3 separate regions of the Mus musculus genome follow, and all the other regions are linked to region 3. A link is a contact called in public Hi-C and Micro-C data. All regions are on one chromosome and are shown on one strand. The core of a region is the stretch at or near the end of the contact, and the rest is flanking DNA. Distances in the headings are between cores, read along the strand shown. Region 1 has its middle 93 kb from the start of Gm41255. Region 2 has its middle 56 kb from the start of Gm41255. Region 3 holds the start of Ghr (growth hormone receptor).

Evidence for each region. A called contact is a pair of places that touch in the nucleus more often than the background predicts.
Region 1: a contact with region 3 is called in a Micro-C map of brown adipocytes, with 3 times the contacts expected there. The contact joins the enhancer-like site here to the promoter of Ghr in region 3. A contact is called at or near these places in 4 of 39 promoter capture datasets (the 3T3-L1 cell line, 3T3-L1-derived adipocytes and liver) and 12 of 484 Hi-C or Micro-C datasets (the C2C12 cell line, adipose-derived mesenchymal stem cells, brown adipocytes and 7 more).
Region 2: a Hi-C map of 3T3-L1-derived adipocytes shows a contact between it and region 3, with 3 times the contacts expected there. The contact joins the enhancer-like site here to the promoter of Ghr in region 3. A contact is called at or near these places in 3 of 39 promoter capture datasets (the 3T3-L1 cell line and liver), 5 of 484 Hi-C or Micro-C datasets (the 3T3-L1 cell line, 3T3-L1-derived adipocytes, the C2C12 cell line and 2 more) and 1 of 9 other capture datasets (adipose tissue).

Annotation. Positions count from the first base shown.
Region 1 is chr15:3,706,167-3,710,617 of GRCm38.p6, forward strand. No RefSeq gene overlaps it. Among named protein-coding and RNA genes, the nearest start is that of Gm41255, 93 kb to the left of the region's middle. Within about 2 kb of position 1,690, at least 69 of the 459 cell types and tissues checked have an H3K27ac peak or open chromatin away from gene starts, as enhancers often do. A contact at or near this core is called in 3T3-L1-derived adipocytes, the C2C12 cell line, adipose-derived mesenchymal stem cells and 6 more, where this site is marked.
Region 2 is chr15:3,668,194-3,672,838 of GRCm38.p6, forward strand. It overlaps the pseudogene Gm18420. Among named protein-coding and RNA genes, the nearest start is that of Gm41255, 56 kb to the left of the region's middle. Within about 2 kb of position 3,223, at least 10 of the 459 cell types and tissues checked have an H3K27ac peak or open chromatin away from gene starts, as enhancers often do. A contact at or near this core is called in 3T3-L1-derived adipocytes, where this site is marked.
Region 3 is chr15:3,581,639-3,586,108 of GRCm38.p6, forward strand. Ghr (growth hormone receptor) reads right to left here and starts at 1,714. Exons shown (of 11, transcript NM_010284.3): 1 at 1,362-1,714. RefSeq lists promoters at 1,450-2,923, 1,450-1,634 and a cis regulatory region at 1,770-1,904.

The sequences.
Region 1 (4,451 bases), core at 440-2,939, 120 kb after region 3:
CCCACACACATTTCATAAAGGTTTAAACAACTTAAAGGTTTTGGGTTAGTCTGTCTACATTCAGAGCTACCCTTTGTCCATACATTTGTTTCACCTTGACTACATCTGGATCTGACAGCTCATGAATTTCAGTGCTTTGAATAGGACATAGATCTATTTTGTTTTCTCCTATTTTAGTGAAACCAGAGGAAAAGATATTGTTGTGAGTTGAAGAAAGGGTAAGTTGGGGGATGGAGAAAAGACAGCCCAAATTAGTGGTCCTAGTAAAAGGGAAAATGGGCTGAATATGAAAACTGTATTACTGCCATGGATTGCTTGGGGATGGTAGTCGGTGTTGTTATTTTAATACAGAGGTATTTAGAGAAATATCCATAAACTTTTATTACGTGTTGAAAAACATAAATTAGAAGACAGTTCGGTAAAATACACATTGGTATTTCTTGTGCTTTGTACCTACAACCCTCTTGAGTCATCTGTCTCAAGCTCTGGGCTGTAATACATCTGCAAACAGCCTGGTTTCATGTTCCACTTGCATTTCTATGATGCTTCCTTTCCTTTCCTTTCCATGCTCACTTCAGATGTCCAGAGTTGCAGTCTCTCCCATAGACTCCTAAAACTCTATTATCTTGCAAGAATGAATGTCAGGTTGCCTTTACTTTTTAAAAAGTCCCTCTGTGTCTCAAACACGGCAGCCTTGTTTTATCTTATGCCACAGTCTAAACCACTCACCTGTCTTTAATACTTTCCACTTATTTGGGAATATCCTCTGTTTCACATTGTCTGATGTTTTCCCCTTCATATCATTCCACTCCATGCCCCATTCAGGAGCACATCTAAACCTGCTCCAGAACAACTCATAGGTATCCGTGTGTATTTGGCCCACGGTGAGAAAGAACACCTTCCAAAACCAGGCACCAGAGAACCACAACAGACTGGCGCAGTGTTTGACTTGCAAATTTCTTCGAAGAAACACTTCATAAAATTCTGGCTGTGAGCTAGAAAGATTCTCTTTTGAAAAGCAATCTAAAAAAAAAAAAAAAAAAAAAAAAGAAAAGCAATCTGTCAGCTGCTGGGTGGCTGCTTGCTATGTGCACTGGAGTATTTTCCCTCAGAAGAAGGCAGTGGGAATCTGATTAGAGGAGAGTAACCAGTGGAGCTACTCAGACCAACCAACTTCCTTTTCTCCCTTCAGTCATATGGAGTAAATAAAGAAACAAAAATTTTCAGTGATTTGGCTAACCCTATTTGTCATCTAAAAGAAACAATTTACAAAAACAAAAACATTGTTTAGACAAAAGAGGGGAAAATGTTGTTTATCTAGGTCACATCGGTTTGACAGCACAGTTGGAGCAGCTGGTGTTTTGGCTAATTTCCCCAAAAGCCAACCACAGAGGGAGCCCAACCCATAGGTAACAAGTCATAGATATGTAAGGCATGATGGAGCTTGTTTGGGGGATTTAGAAGAATGCAGTCAAATGTCATACTACAGATTCCTCTTAACTGGAGAAGCCCGAGGTAGTCTGAGGGCAAATTCAAGTTACTCACAGGAAACATTATACAATATACAAAGACATCCATGGGTGACTCTTGGAAGTGCTTGAGAAAAGCTACAAACTGGGCTCTGCAAAGTGTGCTGCCATTCCTTCTTTCTACACAGTCAAGAGCAAGAGCCCAACAGCCTCCCTCCTTACCGCAGGGCAGGCGGAGGTCACTATGACTCAGGATAGACACTTGCCAATAGGAAAGTGAAAACAGACCCAACCGACCGGATTGCAAAAGCTGAAGGAAATCACACGGCAGAGGGAATAACCAGCAGAATGTAGAGAATTCACCACGTTATCATCAACAGTTTAGCTATAATTGATAGTATCAGGTTAGGGGAAACAGTACAACACAAGACTTCAAACGTTTTCTTCCACAAAAGTCAAATGTTTTGCAAATTAAGTGTCTTTCCTCTGTCTTAGTTGATGCTTGAAGGAAGGAGTGTCAGTGAGTACATTGTAAGTGAATGCCTTCAGCAAAGAGCAACTGGAAATGAAAAGTGCATCTTCGTTATATTTATTTTTTAAAAAATCTTCATGATAAACTAAATGTGATAAAATCGATAATGCCCAGAAATACGTTAGAGATGGATTTCTATGGAACTACTACCAGGGAGTTAATGTGATTGTCAAATATTTAGTTTATTTCCAGAACAAAATCTACTTTTCTGATACGGATTGTTCTTTATGCCTGTTTTCAGTATGCCAAGAGAATTTCCCGAGGACTTGTACACTGAAACTCAGAGGTCTCTGCAGTTTATTTTCTTAAGCTGTTTTACTTTGTATGGTGACATTTCTTAAGACAGATGAGAGCCAATGTTTAATAAGTGGTAAATGGTTATTTCTTTCCCATTTTCCAGGAGTTTATGTGAGAGTTCCTCCTAAATGTCTACTAGAGTTGACCATGCCTTAAGTTATGGAAGGCCTCTCTGTTTTGCATCTTTTCAGTCCATTCTTCTGTTTGGAGAATTTTTACTACTCTGTGTTCATGTTCTTCCTCTGACTTGTCATCTACTGTTAAACCCTAATAATTAGGGCTTTTTGTTTGTTTGTTTGTTTGTTTGTTTGTTTGTTTTAATTTACAATGATGTCTTTGGATAATAATCCAATAATCCCATTTTCTTTGATATTTTCTTAGTTTCCTCAAATAATTTCATGCTTCTTTACAGGTTTAAGCATGCTTCCAAAAATCATTTTGAAGCCCTTATCCAGTAATACCATCATTTCTGTCACATCTGGACTTTCTCATTTTATGCTGCTTGTGGACATTGTAGGATACTACTTTGATGTTAGCCTAAATTTTACTTATTTAAAGACTTTTGATTTGGAGTACATGTGTTAAAATTTGTTGTGAAGTAGTTTAACCTCAGTCTCACCCCTGAGGTAGAACCCTCCTTCCATGTCTATTAAATATCTAGCTCTTTAGTAAGGTCCCAGTCTGGCTACACAGAAGTCAAAAATCTGGAAACTGTTCAGTTTGCAAATCATCTTGAGAGGGTTTTTCATCCTAACACACATATCTTTGTGGTAACCAATAGATGACAGAAAGATTTTTTGATTTCTTCTACGTAATCCCCCGCCCCCTTTTCATTGCTCTGACCCACCCCACTCTAATTTATGACTCTTGGATTCAGGAAACAAAATGCCCAGCTTTTTATTCATTTCTCCTCCCTGAGCTCCAGGACAGAAAGTCCATCCAGGCTGCCTGGACATTCTTCATTTAGTTTCCTTTTCTCCAAGATCTCAGCCAGTGCTACCTTTGGCATAATGTCTAAAAAAATGTTCAAAAAGATATGGTGCCTCATTTGTAGCTGCTTACAGAAGGAAGACAGGGACTGGGTGTAATTTGTCAGAGCTAGAAAATGAGAGACTCTTGCTTGCCTGGTTATATCTGATTTAAACAGTCCTTTATTGTCTCCCTGATACCAGTCAGAAGCTCATGTTCAATAATCATTCTGACCCATAATTCTTTTTCTATCCCACTTTGTTGCAGACTTAGACACAAGGTAGGGAAAGCTTTAAATACCATCACATCTGGCTTTGCAACTCTTCAGTTGATCACAAAATGTTCAATTTATCAGCCCCTATATTTCACCCTTTAAGTATTTTACCTGCTAAGATGATCATTAACAGTGGCTGCCAAGTTTAAGTCTGAAAAAACACTTACTGGATACAAATCTTGAGATGGGACTCACAGGAAAAAATGTATTTTAGCTATTATTCTATCTTTATCCATTCACCCTGTCATAGAAAAATACCTTATGCTGGGTACTTATGAACAATAAATGTTTATTGCATAAGATTTTAGAGGCCGGGAAGTGAAAGATCAAAGAGCTAAAGATTTGGCCCTCTGTAGTTCATTCTCTGCTTCATTTATGGTGACTTCTTTTTTCATTCTCACACTGAGGAAGGGATAAATAAATATCTCTGGGCCTATTCTAGGAAGACATTAATCCCTGGTCATGAAGTCTCTGTTCTCATGATTCATTATCTCAAGAAAAGTCCCTCATTTCCATACTGAGCATGGGATTAGGGTGTAACATTAAATTTTGGAGATCACAAATAGACCCTCCTATACTCCAGATGATAGCTTTCCAAATGCCATTACAAAGCAGTGTGTTAAGATTCTTGATAGTTTCTTCAATCCTTCTCCTAACTCTTCCATACGGGTCCATGACCTCAGTCCAATGGTTATATGGCTCTAAATATCTATATCTGTCTCAATCAGCTTTTAGAGGGGATGGCAACGCCACAGGAAGACCAACAGTGTCAACTAACCTCCTGGTAGTGTCAACTAAGCTCCCAGGGAGCTCCCAGAGACTAAACCACCATTCCAAGAGCTACGTGAGAAAAGACTCCCTCAAGCTGTGGTACCAGGAAAGTGGAAGAAATGAATCTATACTCTGAAAT
Region 2 (4,645 bases), core at 1,973-4,472, 88 kb after region 3:
GAGAACATATTTGTGTGTGTGTGTGTGTGTGTGTGTGTGTGTGTGTGTGTGTGTGTGTGTATATATATATATATATATATATATATATATATATATATATATATATATATATATGTCTTGCTTTTATCTTCCACTTCTGATATAAAAGTCTTGAAAGCTTTGAAGGATCTAGAGTTCTCTTGTTTGGTTTTGAGTTACCTGGTGGCAGACAATCCCTTTGTAGCTTTAGAAGGAGGTCTTGTCAGGTGAATGACCAAAGGATGAATAGAGGGTTGGAAATGCTCTGCCAAACCTACAAGTTTCTGAGGACAGGTGATCTGTTCAAGAGTAAACTGATTACCAATTGACCATGATGAAATAAATCATGCCTAAATACTTTTAATTTAATTAAGAAACAAAGAAATAAGAAAGAAATGAAATTGGGAAGTTGGGGTGTTCTAATAGCTGAACAACAGCAGTCCCTGGAGTATGGTGCTCCTGGGAAAACACACAAACTTTTCAGCCTTTCCCCACACCTGTTGCCTTGTGCATCTCTCCCATCTGCCTGTGTCCTTTGAGACATCTGTTACAATGAGAGATATGTATTTTTCTGATTTCTGTGAATCACTCCAGTAACCTTATTATACCTAAGTAGAGTGGCCAGGAACATTGATGTTTAGTCAAAAAGATGGAGGCCCACACTTGTGACTGGGATAAAAATTAGGGAAGGGATGCAAGTATTGGAGGCTGAGCCTAGGACTTGTGGGATCCAAGGCCATCTCTAAGTAGAAAGTGTAGAACTAAATTGAATCAGGAGACACACAAGTGCTGTTCACTGGTGGGGAGAGAGCTCCACACATGCTTTGGTAACCGAAGATCGCAGTTGTGGTCTGCATTGTGAAATCTGCATATGACTAAATGTAATGTTTCATTTTTCAATACCCTTACTTTACAGAGATAGCCTTGGGACAAAATTATAGATGAAAGAAGTGGTTATTGTACCAGTACAGTGATTGCTGTATCAGCAATACCTTTGGAGAAAATTTAATGTGTTTCTTCTTTTTATGCCTTGGGACAATAGGAATGGCTAACCCAAATTAAAAGTGTGTTTAAAAGCTTAAACACTGTCTTCCTCTGGACATTTAGGAGGAGACCCATACACGGAGATGGAGCTGTCCAATATTGTATTTTGATTGACTGTTTACAGATCAACACAGCCAAGTGGGTAGGAAATTTGAAGACTACAATAAGTTAATGGGGTGTTAGTGTACTGACTACTAAATATTTGATTAATTAGTAAGTAACCAACCAGAAAATATTTAAGTCCCTTGTTTAAAAGCAAATGGAAACATTATTAACCAAAGGTTGGCAAGCTATTGCTTATGTGCTGGATCCAACCTACCATCTGGTTTTGGAAGTAAAGACTTTGGAATGTTAGCTGGGTTGCTCTAAGTATTATTTATGGTGGTTTTATATTACAGTGGCAAGATTTGAGTAATCATGACAGAGACTAATGGCCTCTAAGTCTAAAATGTTTACTATACAGCCTTTTACACACACACACACACACACACACACACACACACACACACACACATACACACACACAGAGGTTACCTTGATTTTCGACATGTGATTTGTAATTTTTTATCCTTTTTTTTGAACGAAGTGTGCTTGAAGCTCAACTAAAAGATGTTGGCCTCATTGTTGTGTGCATATGTTAGTATTCCCTAATGATGATTAGTCCAGCTTCTTTCTTCCTATAAATAAATGCTATTAGCCTCTAGAGATGCTGATGGAACAAAATCTAGTGTTCTTAGGTAGTTCTATAATTTTAAGTATTACATTTACACATTAGAAAAATGAGAGCCTGTTATGTAAAGAAGTTTGCCCACATATACCCAACTAAGGTCATTGGACAGACACTACTTCTTCTAACGAAAATTCCAGAAAACCCCTTCTGAGGAAAAATAAGTTGTATTAATTTTGTCCTACTATTCTTTTGTGCTGAGTAAATTCAGTTACCTAATGGTTCTTAAATTTCAATATGTGTCAAGATTGTGGAACTTGCTATAAACAAAGTTGGTGGAATTAACCCTCTTTCCCCGGGGGTTGCTGATAAAGTGAGCTTTGAGGGAGCTTAAGGAGCTACATGTCTAACAAACTTCCCAAGTGACAATGATGATTCTACTTCACAGACAACACTTAGTAGTCTCCTTGAATAAACCTGGGAAGAATTAATTCTTGCCCTTCTTATGTATTTCTACTTTAAAGCCAGATCACTCATTAGCTTCTCATCATTTCTCAGTATGATAAGATCTCAATGAAGATCTTATATGCACCTTCTTCAAGGGGATTCTATTACAATACAACAAGATATCAATCAATTAAAAGAAAAGAACATATATGAACAAGTCTTGATTATCACAGCTGAATGAAGCAAAGACAGCTAATATAGAAAAATTTTATTCTGTGAAAGCAACAGCAACTAACAGCAAAAGCTAAGAGTGTTGGTAAGTATAGGTGAGGGGGGAAGGCCCTACACCCAGGTGCTTAGATGTTCTTTGCTTTTCCAGGTGTATGCTTCAATAGGCACTGAGCTACAGAATCGAAGTCATGCAAGTTCATCTGATGCTATCTACTCCCCACATGAAAATCTGAATTAATTATGTGTAGATTCATGCAAACATTGATGACAGAAAAATAATACTGTATTAAAGAACTCAGTTGACTTTGTGTCCATAAATTCACAAGATGCTCCTATTGGTCACAAGCTTCTTTTGCAACTTAAAATGAACAAAACTTAATTAAGAATATCATAAACAAACCAGAAATAAGACAAAAATGCTAAGCTTCCTTGACTCTAATGAATAAGAAACTAATTCAATAAAGTTTATTTTTCTTGGATGCTCTGTGATTTAAGTTGTTTTGCCTTTTTCTTGGGAGAAAAAGCAAGTGTCTCAGCTCAAAAGATAAAATTTTAACTGAGAAGTGATGAGCCAATATAATTCACACCCCACCCTCTCACCAATCATCAGTAAACATGATTGAAGTGGTTTTCCTGCAAGAAAAAGCCCTAAAATTCAAGACTGGGAAAATTTAAACCTGATGTTTTCCATTCCTTCCAAATCTCCTGTCTGTTGCAACACTTGACTTTTTTGTTTTCCCTCTGCATCTGTGCCCATGGGTTGCTGGACTTCTGGCCCTGTGGTCTCTCTGGTTATCTGGGCTTAGAAGGCCTACGTAGGGCATGGCTGATACTGAGATCACCCTACCCCTCCTCTCCTAACCCGAGTTACTCACTCCCTTTCGTGCATGTGTTCTGTCTCTCACTGAATGTTCTTATGTTTGTCAAAGTTGTCATCATTCTCCAGACAGCTTCAAACTTCACAGAGAATTCTGCCAACCTTTTTGTTTCTCAAGTCTACTCTGTTTCCAATTCTCTCCATTCCCCTTGACAATGGCTTTTCCATCTGTCTCCTGCCTTGCACTGTCTTCTCATCTGCCTCGCTCTGCCCACTCCAAACCATTCCCAGTTCATAATGATGCAGATCACAGTCATACATAGAGATTTGGAATCTCTCCCAACACCCCCCATGTCTCTTAGCTGAGTAAATCGATTTAATTTCCAAAGCCATGAGCCTCAGTTATATACAATTTCTCTTCTAAAATATGAATATTAGCACTCAACCATAAGTTGTTAGAATAAAATATGCACAAACTGTTTAGGATAGTATAGGACACTTGATAAATACCCCTAAATAGTGTGACTATATAAGATATCATTTGAGTGGCCACAGTCACAAGGCAGACATGAGTGTTGGAGTGAACATGAAGATCTTAGAACCATTCAGATGCTCTGCTCCAGAGAAGGTAGGGTGTTAGACAACCTAAGAAATGGCATGCACAACAAGGAGATGAGAGAGGGCTATGAGAATGCCCTCATCATGCACTTGTAGGACAACTTTCATCCAGTCAAACAGGACCTCAATGAGCTGGAATGTCTGAACAACTTGGTATACAACCCATCAGAAAACCACCCTATTCACAACATTGGGGTGATAAGCTTGGATTCCATGCAGACCCAACATCTGGCCGTTTTAATCAGCAATCCTTAAAGGACTCTACAAAACATATGGGCCCAACTGCCAAGCATTGACTGAAGGCTCAGCCCACCACTCTGGCTCTACTGCCTTAACAGGATATTTCAGGAAATGTCTGTCCACTTATCCAGATTCAATGGGACTTCAGCAATGCTTCTGAAGACCTTGAGAAGGGGGTTAAAAGTGATCAGTAATCATGAGGAGTCTAGTCTGCTCATTGATCCCACAATAGTCAAGGGGGTAATGAAGACATCTACACAGTAGATGGTAAGCTTGACATATAGTCCTAATGCAACTATTAGGAACTCCAGAAGGGGACAGACCATGCCACCATTACCTGGCTCCACAATTAGCTACCCCAGATGTAAGAAAGAAGTTGTGGTTAAGGTCCTTTGTGACTTGGTTAAAAAGTTAAATATAGCATTATTTCAGGGCCATGCCAACAGCTGCAGAAAGTTTCTGCAAGAGGGCTTTCCCCCAACACAGAGAGACTTCTGAACTCTGGAAGACTTCCATAGCATCTGCCAGCAATGACTCGAGTCCAGCCACTGTCCTGCCAATAG
Region 3 (4,470 bases), core at 464-2,963:
CTCCCACTCAGCTTTCCTGAGAACTCCAGAAACCCCCATTTCCAGTCCTCAGACCTTCCAAGGCAAGTTAAGTTAGGTATTTTAAAGTCCAGGAAATTTATTCCTATTCAGGAACAGCTGTGTCTTCTCAACTCTCTGCCTTCCCACTACCTTTCTCTGTCAGGCCAAGACCTCCTGGAGATACAAACAGCAGGCAGCATCTCTATGGTTTCTTTCTCCCACTCAACACCCTGATTCAGGAAGCCAACACACCTCCCAATGCGCTCCCACACACGCGTGCAAACATACAGCACACATACATACTGCACACCTCTTCAGCACACACATCAGAGCTCACCACGGAAACCTGCACCCTGGTCCCAGCAGACGTACTCCCCGGTGCTATATATAAAGTCCTTGCCCAGAAATAGATTTCCCCACGCACCCACAAGCGGATAGTCCCATGTTACAACCACTGCTTGCAGCCAGCTCTCTCCCTCTCTCTCTCCAGACGTGACCCGACTCACCCGCTCAGCTCTCAAGACTCTGCAGTTCTATCAGAACTTTGAGCCTGGTTGATTTCATAACCACGAGTGTGTCCAGCGCCGGGACAGTTTGGCTTGCCACAATTTCCACTCACCCCAGTTCATGGAGGCTCTGGCGTCGGTGACTCTGACTCCAGCTCCTCTGCTTCCAGCTTGCAGCTGCAGCCTGCACAGACTGCGCAAAGGCAGAGCGCTGCGGGGGTCGCGTGCTTCACAACCCACCCTCCGGAGTCCCTCAGGCCATCACACCCAACCAGGAGCTCGCTTCAGACAGCAGCAGCAGCTTCCACAGTCCTTGCTCCAGGTTAGCAGGCTGATGGTGACAAACACACTCGCGAAACTTTTAAGACCAAGAAAACAGTCTTAGGAAGAAACCTCTCCTTGCATCTCACAACCTGGTTGGAGCAGGCTCCAGGCTGGGACAGTTCGCTTGCTGCCCCCCATTCCTTGTCGCCCACATCAACTTTCAGCTTCACTCAGCACCAAGAACAACTTACACACACACACACACACACAGGCGCGCGCGCGCACACACACACACACACACACACACACACACACACACACACTTCTCCAGGACACGGAGGATCGGGTTACACCAACCCATCAGCAGAAAACAACTTTTGAGAAGGGAATACAACCCACTCTAAACTCATCAAAATAAAATAAAATAAAATAAAATAAAATAAAATAAAATAAAATAAAATAAAATAAAATAAAATTATCGGGGCAAATACATAAAAGTGACCCCAATTTTTCACAAGCAGTTGGCATGCCCGGGTCTACTCCCAGGTCTCCTGGCACAATGTGAGGGAAATAAGAACTCCCCTCCAGTACCTCGGAGTTTCGCCTCGGGAGACAGAACGCGGGTTCGTGTCCGCTTGGGGGCTGCTGGAGCCGAGGCCTCAGGCCCGCGTGGACCCAGCCCGGGATCCCCGCGGCTGCCGGGGTTCAGTAACAGCCGTCGCCGCCACCGCCGCTGTAGCAGCCGCCTCTGCCAGTGCCGCCGCTCCCTAGACCGCCTCCTCTTCCCATGGCTGCGCCCTGCTTGGCAGCTCGTGGGTTGTCAGGCTTGGGGAGGAGGAAGGGGGCGGGGTGAAACGGGAAGGGAGGAGGGGAGGGGAGGGGAGAGGAAGAGAGGGGAGGGGTGGGAAAAGGCGGCTGGCGTTCGGCTCTGCGAGGGACCCGCCGCCGCCTCGGGGATCCAGGCTGCCTAGGGGAAGGGCAGCGGGAGCTGAGGGCAGCTAGCTCCGGGGCCGCTGCGGGGAGGCTGAACGCCGCCCCCGCTACTCAGTCCGCAGGGCTGGGATGAAGCTTTCTGGCGAGGAGTTGCGAGTTGGTGCGTGTCGCTCTCAATTGGGCGGCAGGGCTCCTCCTAGAGGAAAATATTGGTAGTTGCGGGAGACTTCCCTCCTCTCCACCCATCGGGTTCCCCCAAAGAAGGCAGTATCTAGAAGTCCTCAAGAACAGGCTGTAAGTTCAAAGAGAGCAGTGCACCTCCTGCAGGTACAGGAAGAAGTAGCCTTGGGAAGTGTGATGAGTCTACTAGGCTTTTTTTTTTTTCCATTTTTTTTATTTTTATTTTTTAAAATATTTTATTACATATTTTCCTCAATTACATTTCCAATGCTATCCCAAAAGTCCCCCATACCCTTCCCCCCCACTTCCCTACCCACCCATTCTCATTTTTTTTTTGGCCCTGGCGTTCCCCTGTATTGGGGCATATACAGTTTGCATGTCCAATGGGCCTCTCTTTCCAGTGATGGCCGACTAGGTCATCTTTTGATACATTTGCAGCTAGAGTCAAGAGCTCCGGGGTACTGGTTAGTTCATAATGTTGTTCCACCGACAGGGTTGTAGATCTCTTTAGCTCCTTGGATACTTTCTCTAGCTCCTCCATTGGGGGCCCTGTGATCCATCCAATAGCTGACTGTGAGCATCCACTTCTTGTAAGACTATGCCGGGGTGTACTAGGCTTTTATCTGTCTAGTTGGTTCCAATTTTCAAACTCCTGCTCACTGGGACATTAAAGACATTCCAATCCGAGAGGTTAAAATAAAAAAAGTGGAGACAAAGTAGGTAATTTACCAAGAATGCATGTTTGTTTGAAGAGAGCTATGTTAGTACGGAACACAGGTCTGCAGGGAAGGCACGAATAAGGTCCAGCCTGAGGTTTGTCCTTGTTTGTGACCTAGAGAAAGACACAGTTTGTCTATCAGACAACAGGCTCTTGCTACCTAGGTCCATTTTGTTGAAAAAAAAAAATTAACCAAGATGGGAGTTGTCAAAGCACTTCTTAAAGTCAGAGTGCTGTGTAAGTATTGTCACGAAGCACCAGACGGCTTCACCACTCTCTTCTCCAGGCATAGAGTACAAAGGTACAAAAGTCCAGCCCCGGGGCTGTCTAGCTGTCTTGTATCTGGTGGAGCAACTGGTCATGTGGTCTTTTTACTGTTTGCTTTGTTCTGACAGCTAGTTGTAAGCTCACTTATCTTTAACCTTCCTAACAGCCTCAGCTTTAAAAAGGACCCCCACCCCCTCTTTTCACTAGCTTTCAGACCCAGAGTCACAGTAAAACGTTTAAGCACTGCAAAAGAATAAAATAAGCAATTCCACACTAAGGTGATGGATGGGGTAGAAACGGAGAAACAGAGGACCAAACTCTTTGGAACTTCTGTTTTCAAAGTAACCGTGCAATTGGAAACATTCTCAGCATCTTTTCTCATGAGCCCAGCTGTGTCTCAGCTGTCTCTTATGCATCTAGCATACGGAAAGGGGAAGAGATTCTGGAGATGATATGGATCGTGACTCTGCCAGTCAGGCATTGGGGGTGGTCTGGTTACTGTCCTTGAACCAGTCCTGTGTCACAGGCAGGCTTTCTCTAAGACAATCTCCCTCAATCCCTTGCTTTCCATGTTAGGATGAAGCAGTAGGGGTGCTTACTGTCTCTGGAACTTTTAAAGGGAGAGTTGTTCAGATAGAGAAACCCGAAAAAGGAAACCATGAGGTCAGGCAAAACTCCTGTTGGGTGGTCTGTGCTTGCCAAGCTGGCTGAAAGGGCAGTACTGACAGGCATGGAGACCTGTCAGTCCTCACATGCTTATTCTACTCTCTCGGAGGTGACCTTCCTTGGATTCTGGTGCACCTTGGATTCTGACAGTGTCGACCGATCTCCTTCCGTCCCCTCTGTGCTCACTCCTCTTTCTCCTCTCTCCAAGCCCAAAGAAGCTTCATCAAGCTACCTAGTCTAGTTTCTTGATCTAGAACCTAGACTAGGAAGGACCAGATGGACTTGTGGAAAATTTTTCTACATTCTGATCATGCTCCAAGGCGGTTTCAAGGCCGTGCTTAAACAAAAGCCTGTCCTCATGTTGCTCTGGCTTCAACTGCAGCATCCACTCTGTTAGACATGGAAGCAGATTTCTCTAGACAGAAATGTGACCATGCGTAGACAGCATATGAAAAGATACACTGGATTCTGTAGGAGATTAAAGAAAAGGGCTGTGATGTAACTTGGCAGGGTCTAGCATCTCCTGGGAGACAAACATCTGGGCATTTCGTGAGACTTCCTAGATTGGGTTCACTGAGGCAGACAGCACCTTTGCAAGGATTAAGAGCCTAGGCTGAAAGAAAAGGGGAAAAGGAACTAAATGATAGCATTCTTTTCTCTTTGCTTCCGGACTGTGGACACACACTGCTCAGCTGCTCTGCTCTTCTGCAGCCTGTCCTCACCACATGATGGGTGCATCTTCTTCACCTCCAAGTCAAAATAAACCAGGGGTGGAGAGATGCTTCAGTGACTACGGTACTGCTGTTCAAGTCCTAGGACCTGAGTCCCTAGCACCCGCAAAACAATGATAAAGAGAGCTTGGTGGTTGGCTGGTGCATAGTCAGCACCAGGGATGCAAAGGCAGGCAGAAACCTGGAGCTCACTGGCCAGTCATGG